Linked DNA regions of Pan troglodytes: region 1 is linked to region 2. The links are chromatin contacts, called in public Hi-C maps. All regions are on one chromosome and are shown on one strand. The core of a region is the stretch at or near the end of the contact, and the rest is flanking DNA. Distances in the headings are between cores, read along the strand shown. Region 1 overlaps CERS6 (ceramide synthase 6). Region 2 holds the start of LOC129143311 (a long non-coding RNA gene).

Region 1 (6,771 bases), core at 131-2,630, 410 kb after region 2:
CATCAGATGCTACCCAGATGCCACCTAACCTTCTGACAAGGAGCTAGGCCCTGTACACTCAGATGGCCAATGGTGTGTAGGATAAATTTCCTCTCCAATTTAAGGTATGGCCTTGGCTATTGCTCTTTCTGCAGTGAGAGTAGAAGTGTTACCTTCAGCTTGTTGACTGTAACCATTTTATTTATGATCAGAGACTATGGAAATAAGTAATTAACATTGAATGGATAAGCACAGTTAAACTCAGTATAACTGGTGGAAACACAAGAGAGTGCCTTGTCCTGTTAGTTAAATAATTTTTTAAATTTATTTTTAGATGAAACCCCCTGAGACTCTGTATACTGTCTTTTGAGTATTGGAAAAATAATTTTTACTAAACAAAACCACCATCTCTAAAGCCACAACTTGGAAGTGTTTGCAGTGATTTCTGCAAAAGAACTCATTGTGGTCCTACTCCTGAACCTGCACACCCCCACCGAATGGCTGGCCTGGGGACTGCTTCAGTCAAATTGTGTTTGTATTTCTTTCTTCTTCAGTAAAGCGTTGTGTGTGCCTGTCCAAGGCTTGCCAGCAAATTGGTCACATCAGGCAGATTTCCAGCCTGGCAGTTACAGGTGGAAAAGGCTTTCAGATCTCAGGCTCTGAGTTTTGCACAGGGACTTCCCTCTCCCAAGGTCTATGGCACATCCATTTGTCTTTTTATTAGTATAACATTTAATCCCAGAAATGGCGTGGTCAGGGGTGGGCGGGGTGGGGGTGGGGGCAGGTATTAAATGCCACGCTGAGTTTGTGCAAGGCCTGCTCTTGGTTCACAGTATAGGCGCCTGCAGTGCCCCAGGGAAGCAGATCTCTTGTGTCCTTTCTGTCTGCCCTTTTCCCACCCCCTGATTCCTGCCTCCCCCATCCCTTCCTCCCCCTCTGTCTTACCATTTCCTCCTTTCCCCAAAAGACAAGGTTTGAGGTATTGTACCCATCCTTTCCAGAAGCACTCTCTCTCCTATATCTTCCAAAATCATGACATAAGAAAGTAACAGAAGAGTGCAGAACCCAGGCAGATTTCACAGTCCCTAGGCAGCTATTAAGCTCTAAATATCAGGCACCTTGACAAAGCCAGCTCCAAACTTGCCAACAAACCCACATTCCAGGGGCAAAGGATATCAAATATGCATATTATTTGTTTAAGTTGACCGCTCTTCGCTATCTGAATCCCCACACTCATAACCATGGATGAATCTGAGTGCTGCTTCTTTTGTTCAGACGGAATTTAAAAATCAGTTTTAGAGTGAGAAATGCGCAAGCCTATCCCATATAGGCAGGTCCTTTTCCCCGACAGGTATGCCCTCCTTTTCCCTGGCCTCCTGTCTTCTCAGCACTCCCAGGGAGCCACATGCTCACTGAGAGCTGTCTCCACCCCTTATTCAACGCACATAAAACTTGACAGTCTGAGCAGATGGGGGAAGTGGAGTGATTCCGGCAACTGTCTCCTTTTCTGGAGCAGGAAGCTGGGACTCTGGCTAAGTGAGGCTGCCCTTCTGCAGCTCTGAAACTTAGGAGAGTTGGCTTTCTGGAAACTCATCTGATGCAGGGCAGGTGAGCCCCAAAGTGAGGCTTAGTCCACAAGGCTTCTTGGCTTTGCCCAGGAAAAAAATTCAAGGGCAAGCCGGAGGTAGAAGAAAACAGCTTTATTGAAGAGGCAGTGCTACAGCTCTGTGTGCTCCTGCAGAGCAGGGTTACCCACTAGGCAGAGAGTAGCAGCTCAGGGCAGTTTTGCAGTCATATTTATACCCACTTTTAATTACATTCACATTAAGGGGCAGTTTATGCAGAAATTTCTAGGGAAAGCGTAGTAACTTGGATCTTCAGGTCATGGAGAGGGGCAATTAACTTCCAGGTGTTGGCTTGGCAATGGCAATGGTGAACTGACATGGCACACTGGTGCGTGTCCTATGGAAAGCTGCTTCTGCCCTTGCCCTATTTTAGCTAGTTCTCAATTTGGTCCGGTATCTGAGCCCCACCTTCTACCTTGCATCCAACCCTGTGAAAATCTGTTGCACTCTTTGTCCCAGTTAAGATCTTTATTGGATTTTGTTAATGCTTGGCTGTATGTTATCATTCTCATGTGGCTTCCTCAAATTTTAATGTAAGCTGATATTTATATGATTACATACATGTTAATTATAGTTAAATACTCATTATAGAAATTTTGTAGAAAAATTAAAACCACAAAGAAGAAAAAATTACAATCCTATAGCTCTGAGATAACCACTGTTCATTGTTTGATATCTTTGTTTCTAACATTTTATGTGTTTAAAATTACATCTTTTTTCTTTACCAAAGTAAGATCATCCTGCACATACTGCTTTTATAACTGCTTTTCTAATTTAACATTGTACTCTCAGCATTTTTCCATTTCATTACATGTTCTTCTATAATATAATTTCATTGGCTACAGAGTATCTACCATATGAAAAAGTCATTATTTGATGCCCTATTTTAGGGCATTAATTAGGATGTTTCCAGTGGCTTGCTATTATAAATAATATTGAAATAAACATCTTCATGAACAAATTTCCTCACGGATTCCTGATTACTTCCATAGGACAAATGTTTGCAAAGAGGATCACGGTTCATTAGATGTGCACATTTTGACACATATTGTAACATTATCAGCCAAATAGAGTGTGCCAATTTATATTCCAACCCCAGTTCCTCAAATAGATAGTAAGTTCTTTGAGGTTCACTATTATGTATCCTCCATAGTTCCTGGAAGTGTTGGGCATACAATACAAACTTAATAAAAATAAAGTTAATTCCACTTAACTTTCTTGATTACCAAATATTTAACCTGACTCCCCCTTGCTACCTTCACTTGCTTCCATGCTATAGATGCAAAACATAGCTGTGGTCACTGAGCTAAATATTGATGATAGCAGTGACTTTGATCAAAAGCCATGTTACCTCAAAACTTATCCTAAACACAAGTAAGAGGTTATAGCAGGAAGTGTCAGGTTAAAAGAATCTGCAGGCTAGAATATGGCTGGAAACTTATTTACTGCAATACTAACAACCAGTTGTGCCAATGAGTTGATCACCTTTTCTAAAGAGAAAAGAGACTGAGGATGTGGTTTGGGGTGTGGGCTGTATCAGGTACTTTGTTATGACCCAGATATGATACCAGAAGACAGAGCACTACTGGATGAGGGGGAGGTGGGTGCAAACTCTGCTATGGGAGCCCATGCCACTTCAGTAAATAAATCAAGCTTTGTTCTCTCTTGAGGAATCTCATTCTTCCTGTTTATCCTTCTCTCTCACTGCTCCACATTTCTCTGGAGTACTTGTTTCCATGGACTATAATAATCACTGAGCAGTATTTTTTTTTAAAAGAGCAGCTGTGTTTCTCAAGCCTTGCTCTTGATCTTTATGTCCTCTTGTCAAGATAACTGCAGTGGCCTCTATGCAGCGTCTTCACACCTCCAATCTCCTCTGATGGAAACCATCCCACAGTTTCCATAACATTCTTCCTAAATCAAGGCCTTAATCTAGTTCCCCCACCCCCATTCCCAAATTTTCCAGGATTTCCTTTGTTTTCCACTGTAAGTTCAAACTTTTCTTCCCAGCAAGAAAGACCTTCCACAAAATTATGCCAACACTTCTCCTTTAACTACTGCCTTGCAGGTACCCAGTCCAGCTATGCATGATCCCTTGTGTATACCCTTTGCTTTCCGGCCTGTACATGCCTTTGCTCAAAATGCTCCCTTTGCTTGGAACACCTATTATATTTAATAATTCTACCTTAGTAATCAGTGTATTTGTCTGAGTCTCCTACAGTTATTTGTAAACTCTTTGAGTGTAGGTACCTAGTCTTATCTATCTTAAAATCTCTCTCAGGGATACAATTGCATTGGTTAGGGAGGGAGTACCCAGATATCTTCATTTTAGATGTCATTTTTGTGTTTAATATTCTGGTCACAGGGAGAAAATATCTTAAGCATGTGGATTATGCCAGATGTCGTGGTGGCACAGCTGTAATTCCAGCTACTTGGGAGGCTAAGGCAGTAGGATCATTTGAGCCCAGGAGTCTGAGGCCAACCTTGGCAACAGACCCCATCTTTTAAAAAAATAAATACATATATATGTGTTTGTGTGTGTGTGTATATATATATATAGAGAGAGAGAGAGAGAGAGAGACTAAGTTTGACACTGGAATGTGTCCAGCGGCACCAAGTTATATATAAAGTCCATGCCTCAAGCCTTGGCACGCAAATTGAAAATTAAAGAGAGCAACATGGCAAAATGTGCTGCTGATAGCTTTCAGCTTTGCTGGATTGAACAGGAATATAAGGTAAGGCTGCAGACTCTCCCATCTACTGCCAGGTCACACCCAGCCAGTCCTTGTGTATTCATTTTCCTGGTTGCCTGGTTCCCTGTGGAAGCTGGTGATGGGGTGCGAATAAGGAGCTCGGCACGTAGCTGGCAGCTACAGTATGCCTAAACTGAGGGCTTGCTAAGCAATCTCCGTAGCCATTGCTATCCGACTTAAATGTCCTGCTGCTGAAAGCTGAGGTTCTGCACACTGTTCCATGTGCTCAGGAGGCAGTGGTTTGATCTCATAAATATAGCATTTGTTCAAGGCCTTGTATCCTTCATAGATTCCTTCCCAAGGATGGGATCTTGTATGTTTTTTTCTTGTTTTCTACTTTCTTACTTTTTCCCATACATCTAGGTGTAAAAACAAAACAAAACCTTTCCTTTGGTTTTGCTCGTTGTTAGGTTAAAAATCAGAGAAACAATGAAGACTCACCGGAGAAGAATGCATCTATACAAATGGGGTATTTTATCCATGGAGAAAACAATCAGAACAAGTGAAATTTTAAGTAAATCTGAAAACATAAAAATTCATAAGGTCGTTTATGTTAGAGTTTAAGAAACCTTTAGTAAACATCTTGTCTTAGGTTTTATTTTGTGGACGAGGAAACAGGCTTGGAGAAATAAGATAACTCGCATCACAGAGCTAGGGAATGCAAGAACTGAGCCCAGCACCAGGTGTTTTGACTTCTAGTTCAAATGTAATACTCAATACTGTCAGTTCTCTGAGTAAGCTCACTTCCCACCCATATTCCCAGGCACAGCCATCGTATTTTATAGCAATGATTCTAGTAGTTAACATTATTTCAATTGTTGATTAAACAGAATGATATGTTTATGTTTGTCTTGATCAGTTATTATTCAGTGCATATAGTTTCATGTGTGTGATTTTTCTTTCATGCTTGTGAAGCCTGCAAGAGCAAAATTTTATCTAAATCTGCATTCACTTTCCTAAGGCTTTTTGTTGTTGTTTATTTGTGTTCTTTTCCCCCTTGATTTTGAGCCTCTTACAATTCAGTTTCCACAACTCTGACTTCACTTGTGGGGCACACAGGGCACAACTCTTTGTTAAAAGCGTACTTACTGCATCTCTCTCTTGCCAACCTAAAGATAATATGATGCAGAATCTCTCTCAAGACTGCAGGCCTAGGATATATTTTTCTCTTTTTAGCAGCACTTCCAAAATTTTCAGGGATATTTTTCTAAGATAAAAGTGAAGACTTAATCTTGTCAATATTTAAATAAAAACAGACCTTTATTTTAAAGTATTGTAACACTTCCAGTAGAATCTATACATGTTTAGAATTCCATGCCAAATCACATCCTCACACACACAGCTAGCTAGAGGAGAAATTTCCTACACTCTAGGTAAGAGTAAAACACTATCTCTTATCCCCTTCTTTCCTGCCGCCCACCCCATGCCCAACTGCTCCCATCCTCCCTCTCCACCTGTGTGCAAATGGAAGGAGTTGGTATGGCTTGATGCGGGGGCGGGGTGTGGAATTTGGGGGACAGTGTCAGGACAGGGACCCCTAGAGCAGACAGCATGAGGGAAATCAGGGCGGTGAGAAGCCAGGCATCAAATACCACTCCCCGTGTTAAGTATCAGAGTCCAGAGAGCCAGGAGGCACTATGGGTCCGTGTCTCAGAGATAAGACATGAGAGATGAGAACAAGGAGGTTGGAAGGAAGGAGGGTCTGTTTCTTGGGAACAGCAGCATACTCCTTAGCATAACTCTTGGACCCACCAGCCAGTTGGTGTGTTCAAGGTGCGTGGGCCTGGATTTCTTTGAGGGTCAAAGGACATAATGCAAGTGAGTATATATACTTCACATAATTAAATAATACATAATATTCAGTTTTCAGAAATTTTTTCAGATCACAGATGAACCTATTAGTTAATACATTGCTTTAGGAAAACTGTTGCTTCCTGGATGTGGTAGAGAAGTCTCACAACCAGGCCTGCAGTGCAGATGAGGTAAGGCCTACCTGAAGCTCTGATACCAAGAGTACACACACAATGCCTAAGGTGATGTTGACTCCCTTCAAGCTAAATAAGATGGGTGGAATTTGATCCCTGAAGAGTTAAATACTGGGATTCTCCCAGAGCCAAGACCCTACCAGAACCTTCTCGAGAGATTTTTAGGCAGCAGAGGGAAGCATTCTTCCTGTCTTGCCAGCCTGAACATGATCGCTTCTAAACCTCCCTTTTAGCTCTTATTTGCTAAAAATTGTTTCAAGACTATACATTCTCTGTTTGTTTTTTTGAGACAGGCCTTTGCTCTGTTGCCCAGATGGAAGTGCAGTGTATGCTTATAGCTCACTGCAGCCTTGAACTCCTGTGCTCAGGTGATTCTCCTGCGCTCAAGTGATCTTCCTGCCGCAGCCTCCTCAGTAGCTGGGACTACAG
Region 2 (6,764 bases), core at 3,303-5,802:
GGTGGCTCACGCCTGTAATGACAGCACTTCGGGAGGCCGAGGTGGGTGGATCACCTGAGGTCAGGAGTTCGAGACCAGCCTGGCCAACATGGTGAAACCCTGTCTCTACTGAAAATAAAAGAAATTAGCTGGACGTGGTGCGGGCACCTGTAATCCCAGCTACTTGGGAGGCTCAGGCAGGAGAATTGCTTGAACCTGGGAGGCAGAGGTTGCAGTGAGCCGAGATTGTGGCACTGCACTCTAGCCTGGGCAATGGAGTGAGACTCCCTCTCAAAAAAAAAAAAAAAAAAAAAAGTATGGTAAACTCAGCTGTCATCGAGGCAAGACAACAGATACTTTCTAAAACAGATAAATCAAGAACTATATGTATTTAAAGTTAAAATGTTAAGTACTAGAAGAAAAACACGAAAGCAACAATAGCAACATCGCAACTCTGGGGAATGGAAGTTGGAATGGAGGGTGAGAGAAAGGGATACTTAAATTTCCATTTCAGAATTCCTGTGCATTACATTTGAGTAAATTTTAAAACTCAGATACAGAGAATACTTTAACTAGTATTAAATACTGCACTAATATTAAATCTTAAAACAGAGACATCCTCATCAATAAGAAAATGCTTACCTAATATATATTTATTAAATTTCATATAGATCTTAGAAAAATGAAGTAAATGTAAAGATGTGGACATTATGGAAGGATATCCATGATGTAGCATTAGGTGACAGAAGTGATTTGTAGAGCAATATGGTTAGAATGCCCTTTTATGTCAAAATTTTCATGTTCACATATACAGTTATATGACACATATGTAAGTACACATTTGTGGATGCAAGAAAAACTGTATAGGGATGTGTCCCCAAACACTGTGGAATGTAGAGAAGGAAAGACTTTTATGTTTCACACTTACCTGCTTTTTTTTTTTAACTTAAAAAAAAAAGCAGCATGCATGTTCTAGTCGTTATTAATGATAAAGTTATAATTTAGAATGTGAGTTTGCATTATGGCACTTTCTCTTACCAGCTGTGTAATAAGGGGAGAGTCATGCTACCTACCCCTTTGCACCTCAGTTTCCCCATCTTTACACAGAAGAACTCCCATCCATTGCACTGTGGTATGTGTAGATGAAATGTTCCAATGGAAATGCACCAATGTATCCTAGCAGCTTGTAGGGATTTGATACAAATTATATCCTTTCCTCTTTCTCCTTTCAGAATGAGAAATGGCAGCCGGGGTGACTCAGGAAGAGGGTTGGGTGGAGGGTGGAAAGTGAAGGGTGGAGGGCGGAGGAATGATTCAGACAGACACTATTTAAAAACAGCCCTCAGATGCACTAGGACGAAGCCATCTCCAGCTCCAAGATAACAACCCTCCCCTTTCCTACAATTTTCTTCCAGTTCCCACCCCCATCCTTTCTCTCCTAGGCACCTCTTAATATCTGTTTTAACCCAGCTTTATCTGTATAAAATGTTCGGAGGTTATTAAAATGTTCCAAGATGGAAACAGCCTCCTTTTTTCCTGCCCCTAAGTCACCACGCTACTTACTGTTGAGTACCTGATGCACTAAGTTCCTGAAGAGTAGAGTTCTGGCCAGGTGTGGTGGCTCACACCTGTAATCCCAGCAGTTTGGGAGGTCAAGGCAGGTGGATTACCTGAGGTCAGGAGTTCGAGACCACCCTGGCCAACATGGCGAAACCCCGTCTTTACTAAAAATACAGAAACACCTGTAGTCCCAGCTACTTGGAAGGCTGGGGCAGGAGAATCGCTTGAACCCAGTAGGTGGAGGTTGTGGTGAGCCAGGATGGTGCCACTGCATTCCAGCCTGGGCAACAGGGTGGGACTGCATCTGAAAATAAAAAAAGTAGAGCTCTGTTTTGTGATTTTTTTCCCTCCAGGGCCTAACACAATGACTAACATGGTACTTAATGTGTACTGAATAACTCCGGAAAAACCTTTCTTGGTTCTTTCCATAACATTCCCATTGCTCTTATGCCAGGATCACAGTTAATTAATTAATTAGATTAATTAACCCCCAAACCAAAAAAAAAAAACAACCATTTTCAAGGAAGTAATACATGTAAAATAGCTGATATTTATTTGCTTACTAACACAAATGCACAAATTGGTGGAAGTTCAGACTGAGGTACTGGTTTAGTGGAAGGAGGAAAACAGAATATTTCCAGTCACTGGATTTTTCTAAGTGCTGGCTACTTTAAGTCAAACTACTCAGATGTCTAGGATCTGGCTTTCGTTGACTGTTCTGAGGGGTCTTTGTTAGTTGTACGTCAGTGGAAAAGAGACTGAGATGATGGTATTTGGTTGGGATGCAGCAGTCTCAACAACCCAATCCAGTCCTACCTCAATCATGTGTCACACTCCTAGCCGCAGCTGCCCATGGAACAGAGAGCAAAGCCAGGCCATTGCATGCATTTTATTGCCATGAGGATTTCATCGCCAGCCTCAACACAGATCCCAGCTGAGCTATTCTGGACCATGTTGATGATGCTTTGTGCCAAGGGTAGACATAGACTGAAGGAGGCGTGCACCACGGAAAGTAGGCTGGCAACTTCTTCTAAAACAGCTTCCAATTCTCTGTGCTCCAGCTTTCACCAATCCAGTGTTGAGGAACAGACAGCCTCTCAAGCAGATGCAGCCCTTCCCCCACAACCCACCATCCTCAGGACTCCTCTTTGGAGAAGCAGCAAGGGAAGAGGTAGGGAAAGGAGAGTGGCGAGGAGTAGCTAGAGGCTCACAGCTTCTTAGCTGGGACCTCCGGAGTCCTCCTGGGTGATGGTTGCTAGAGAAGTGAGTGGCAAGGTGGGGGACTTAGTCTCCTGGTTTTTAAATCCCAGGTTCTTCCGAGGAACCCCAGAACAACTTCCTGCTGTCTCTAATTCCTCCTCCCTACAGCTGACTTTGGAATTGCTTGGCTTAGTGTTATTGACATGATAATAATTATAGTCATTTTCATTAATTGCTCCCTATTAGAGCCTAATTGCCATGGAGTACAATAAAATTATGCACATCATTCAATGTGCCATATTAACTTCAGATTTTATTCCATTATAACAGTAGATTTGGTTCACTTTTACATATTACTGCTCACACGACTTAGTTATATACACTTTTTTTTTTTGATAGACAAAAACAAACCTATTTCAAGTAGCCAAATCAGTGTAACCAGCAGGGGAGCCTCACGGGGGACTGGGACTAAGAAAAGGGAAGTTGTCTTTTTTCTGTGCTTCCCCTTTGTTCTTTTCTCTTTCTTCTGGTTATCTTTTTCTGCTTCTCCATGCACGTGGCAGCAGATGCTCTTCCATAGTGGGCTCCTGATGTTTGATGACCTCCATTCAAGTGACAAGCCTAGACTGATGGCTATTTTCATTCTGCTTCCAAATTCCCAGGAGAAAGTGTTCAAGTCACTCAGCTTGGTTGATTATTTCTGATTCAATCAAGTGTGGTCAATAGGATGGCATGACAGTTCAAGAATTTCAGGGGCTCCCAACCTACGGGTGGTTGGGTGTGTGAGGGTGGCGGTAGAGAAGATCTCCAGTTTGCAGGGGTCCCCATGGTTGCGGACCTGTACCAGTCTGTGGCCTGTTAGGAATGGGATCGTACAGCAGTAGGTGAGCGGCTGGTGAGAATGAGCATTACTGCCTGAGCTCTGCCTCCTGTCAGATCAGCAAGTGACATTAGATTCTCATAGGAGCGTGAACCCTATTGTGAACTGTGCATGCGAGGGATCTAGGTTGCACACTCCTTATGAGAATCTAATGCCTGATGATCTGAGGTGGAACAGTTTCATCCTGAAACCACTCCCACCCCGACCCCCTGCCTGGTCTGTGGAAAAATTGTCTTCCACAAAGATGGTCCCTCGTGCCAAAAAAAGTTGGGGACTGCTGCTTTGAGGCTTTCTGTAAGGTGGGGGGTAATAATGCAGAGAACCTGTCTCTTGGGGTGGTGGTGAGTGCTGCAACTGGCATTGTTCACATGGTACTTTGCACAGTGCTGGCACATAGAAATCACTGAATATAATGTTTACCATTATTGCTGTTATTACTATCTCTTTGGGTCCTTAAAACATTTTTTCAGGATTTTTAGGTGGGTATTATTTCAAAATCCATAAAATCCACCTAAAGATTTATATGAGAAGAATCCAAAAATCTCAGGGAAATCATATGAAAAAAATTATTTGTTTTCCTCAAATCTCTGAACGACAGTTTAAACATTTTCACACACTAGATCTAATTTTGGAGAGCTTGCAAACCCGGCCTGTAAGATTTCACTAATCCAGGAGGGGGCAGGCTTCCCAAACACAAATGTCCTCTGCTGCGGAGCCGTGGCTCCAGGAGAAACAAAGGCGTGTCGGTGAGAGCCGTTTCAGAAATCTAGTATTACCTTCAAAAAAATGTAAGAAATCAAAAGCAACTGAACATTTTCATGGCCTAGAAGAATCCCTGGCTGTGTCATCCTGAGGCACCTTGTCACCTGCCAGGCCAGGTCGGCTGTAAGCTTGTGAAGTAAGCAAAAGAAATTTCCCGTGTCCCCACCCACTCCTATCTTTGCTTTTGTTTCTGGTCCTCTGCCCGCTTCCTGCCTGTGCCTTCCTCATTAGTCTTTGTTCCCCTCTCCCATGACAATCTATCTTTGGGAAAAATAACTGTGATTTAAATGTTTATAGAAGTAAGGATCCTAGGAATATTAGGTCGCTTCAAACACTTTCAAGCGCGTGATAGTCACTAACAAGGGAACTAGCCCTACCAGGACTAGTATTAAGAGAGATGGAGGATTAGTGGCTTAAAGCAAGGGCATTGAAGGCAGATAGGGCTGGGTTTAAATCCTGGCTTTGGTGATAACACATTGCCAGCTCTGTGACCACTTCCCAGCTCCTTTACCCTGGGTAAGTTACTAAGCCTCTTTCTCCTCATGTGTAGAAGGAGGGTAGTGTTAGAACCTATCCCAGGATTTCCTCAGGATTAAAAAGGAGTGTGCATGTCTAGTACATAGTATTTGGCACATAAGACATACTCAACTGTAGTTGTTATTGTAATAAAAGTTTTATTATAGTGATATGACGTTAATAAGTTATTACAGTAATATAATTTTTTATTACTTTGGTTTTTTTTTTTTATCATGGTCCTATTTTATACCACACATTAGACAATTTCCGGTGTATTACCTTTAGGTCTGAACTGGAGGAAAAGGATACATTTTAAATGAAACATGACATGTTAGAACACAGAAAAAAATGAGCAGGATGAAGTTTCTGGAAACTCCTATAAAAATTTGTTGAAAGAGTTGTGGTCATTGGAACTGAAAAGTATGAGAATAAGAGCTTAAGAGCATGCATCTTGAAATGCAGGAACGGCTGGAGGGAATCCCGAGGGGCCTGGACAACCCTAATCCTCTAGATCAGGAAGGTTTTGCCCTTGTTTCTGTTAGTTGCCCAAGGGGAATTACTGCCCCCATCTCAGTTTATGTTTATTTCTCAGTTTAGAGGTTTTCAGAACCAATGGAATGACAGACCCATGATTACAAACTCTCAAGGGAAACTTTTCCCCTAGAGCCCAGACCACTGAGATAGAAAATCACCTTTATTGTCTCCCTGAGCCGATGGGTGCATTTCCTGATTCACTCCCTCACTCTGAGTATAGCCCTTCTGAGGACCAGGATTTCTGCAGGGGTTGCAGTTCCAACACCCAGCATTTTGTATCTCCAGGCCTCACATTCTGCCCTGGCCTGAGCATTCTAATCCAAGCCTCTAGGTGGCCAAGCCAGGCAACTCCCACCCTGAGTGGCTCTAGCATACATGCATGTACTCACTGCTCTAATTTTTCCTTCTCACTTCATTTTTGACTCCAGGAACTTTCTTTACTTTCTTCCAGCATTCAGCCATGTCTTAAAGGAGATTTGTTTTACTGGATCCAGAATTTCTGATTATTGTGGAGCTACATGGTTTCTGGACTGTTTAGTTGACCATACACCTAGAGGCAGAAATTAGTTTAAAAATAATTAAACAATTAAATACAAAATTTAATCACATTTAAAGGGAAGTTGGGAGTTCCTGAGGGGTAGATTTAAGCTATTAAAGGAAGCTGCTAAAGAGAGCTGCGGAATGGTGAGGTCCAGTCAGCGTGGGTATTGGGTGGCTCTATGATGCCATCATGGCGACTGTCACATTAAATAATTCTGAAGCTGAAAGAATTTAAGGGAACGTTTGACCTGCCCCACAGTATATGTATTTAAGACTTAATAGGCCATAGGGAAAGTCAGTAAATGTTCAGGAGAGTCTTTTTCTGAAAAAATGTTCCCACCTAAGGGATTAAGGACCTCCTGTAAGGAAGGCTGGGCTCAGGGAACTATCCCACACCCTTAAATCTGTTTCTTTGTGCTTGTGGGGCAAGAATAAGCTAAGAGCACCAGAGTTGTCATTAGGATCAACAGAATATATTGGTTGGAAAAAAGGAATACTCAAAATGCTGCTTCCCCTTCCTTCACATTCTGGTCATTCAGGTAGTCTTTTTAGTTCTGTAATACTTTACAGCGTAAAGAGTTTCTCTCTCATATACATTTTCTTTGTCACAAAAGCCGTGTGAAATAGACAGAGATTATTGTCTCCATAGCAATTTGTTCAAGGACACACAAGAGTAAGTAGACAAGATAGGACTTGACTTCCTGTCTTTAGGTTGGATCATGGGATGCCAATTCTTTTGTATGAATTGCACTCATTCTCAAGTCTCTGACATGCCAGGGAGAACTTTGGTCGT

The links. Hi-C and Micro-C count contacts between places; a contact is called where the count stands out from the background.
Region 1: a contact with region 2 is called in a Hi-C map of induced pluripotent stem cells, with 2.7 times the contacts expected there. The contact joins two enhancer-like sites. A contact is called at or near these places in 4 of 7 Hi-C or Micro-C datasets (blood, induced pluripotent stem cells and stem cell-derived neural progenitor cells) and 1 of 1 other capture datasets (stem cell-derived neural stem cells).

The regions. Positions count from the first base shown.
Region 1 is chr13:70,768,506-70,775,276 of NHGRI_mPanTro3-v2.0_pri, forward strand. All of the region lies in intron 8 of CERS6 (ceramide synthase 6), which reads left to right. Among named protein-coding and RNA genes, the nearest start is that of NOSTRIN, 35 kb to the right of the region's middle. Within about 2 kb of position 1,381, at least 2 of the 24 cell types and tissues checked have an H3K27ac peak or open chromatin away from gene starts, as enhancers often do. A contact at or near this core is called in induced pluripotent stem cells, where this site is marked.
Region 2 is chr13:70,357,434-70,364,197 of NHGRI_mPanTro3-v2.0_pri, forward strand. It overlaps LOC129143311 (a long non-coding RNA gene), which reads right to left and starts at 449. Exons shown (of 2, transcript XR_008546639.2): 1 at 1-449. Within about 2 kb of position 4,553, at least 10 of the 24 cell types and tissues checked have an H3K27ac peak or open chromatin away from gene starts, as enhancers often do. A contact at or near this core is called in induced pluripotent stem cells, where this site is marked.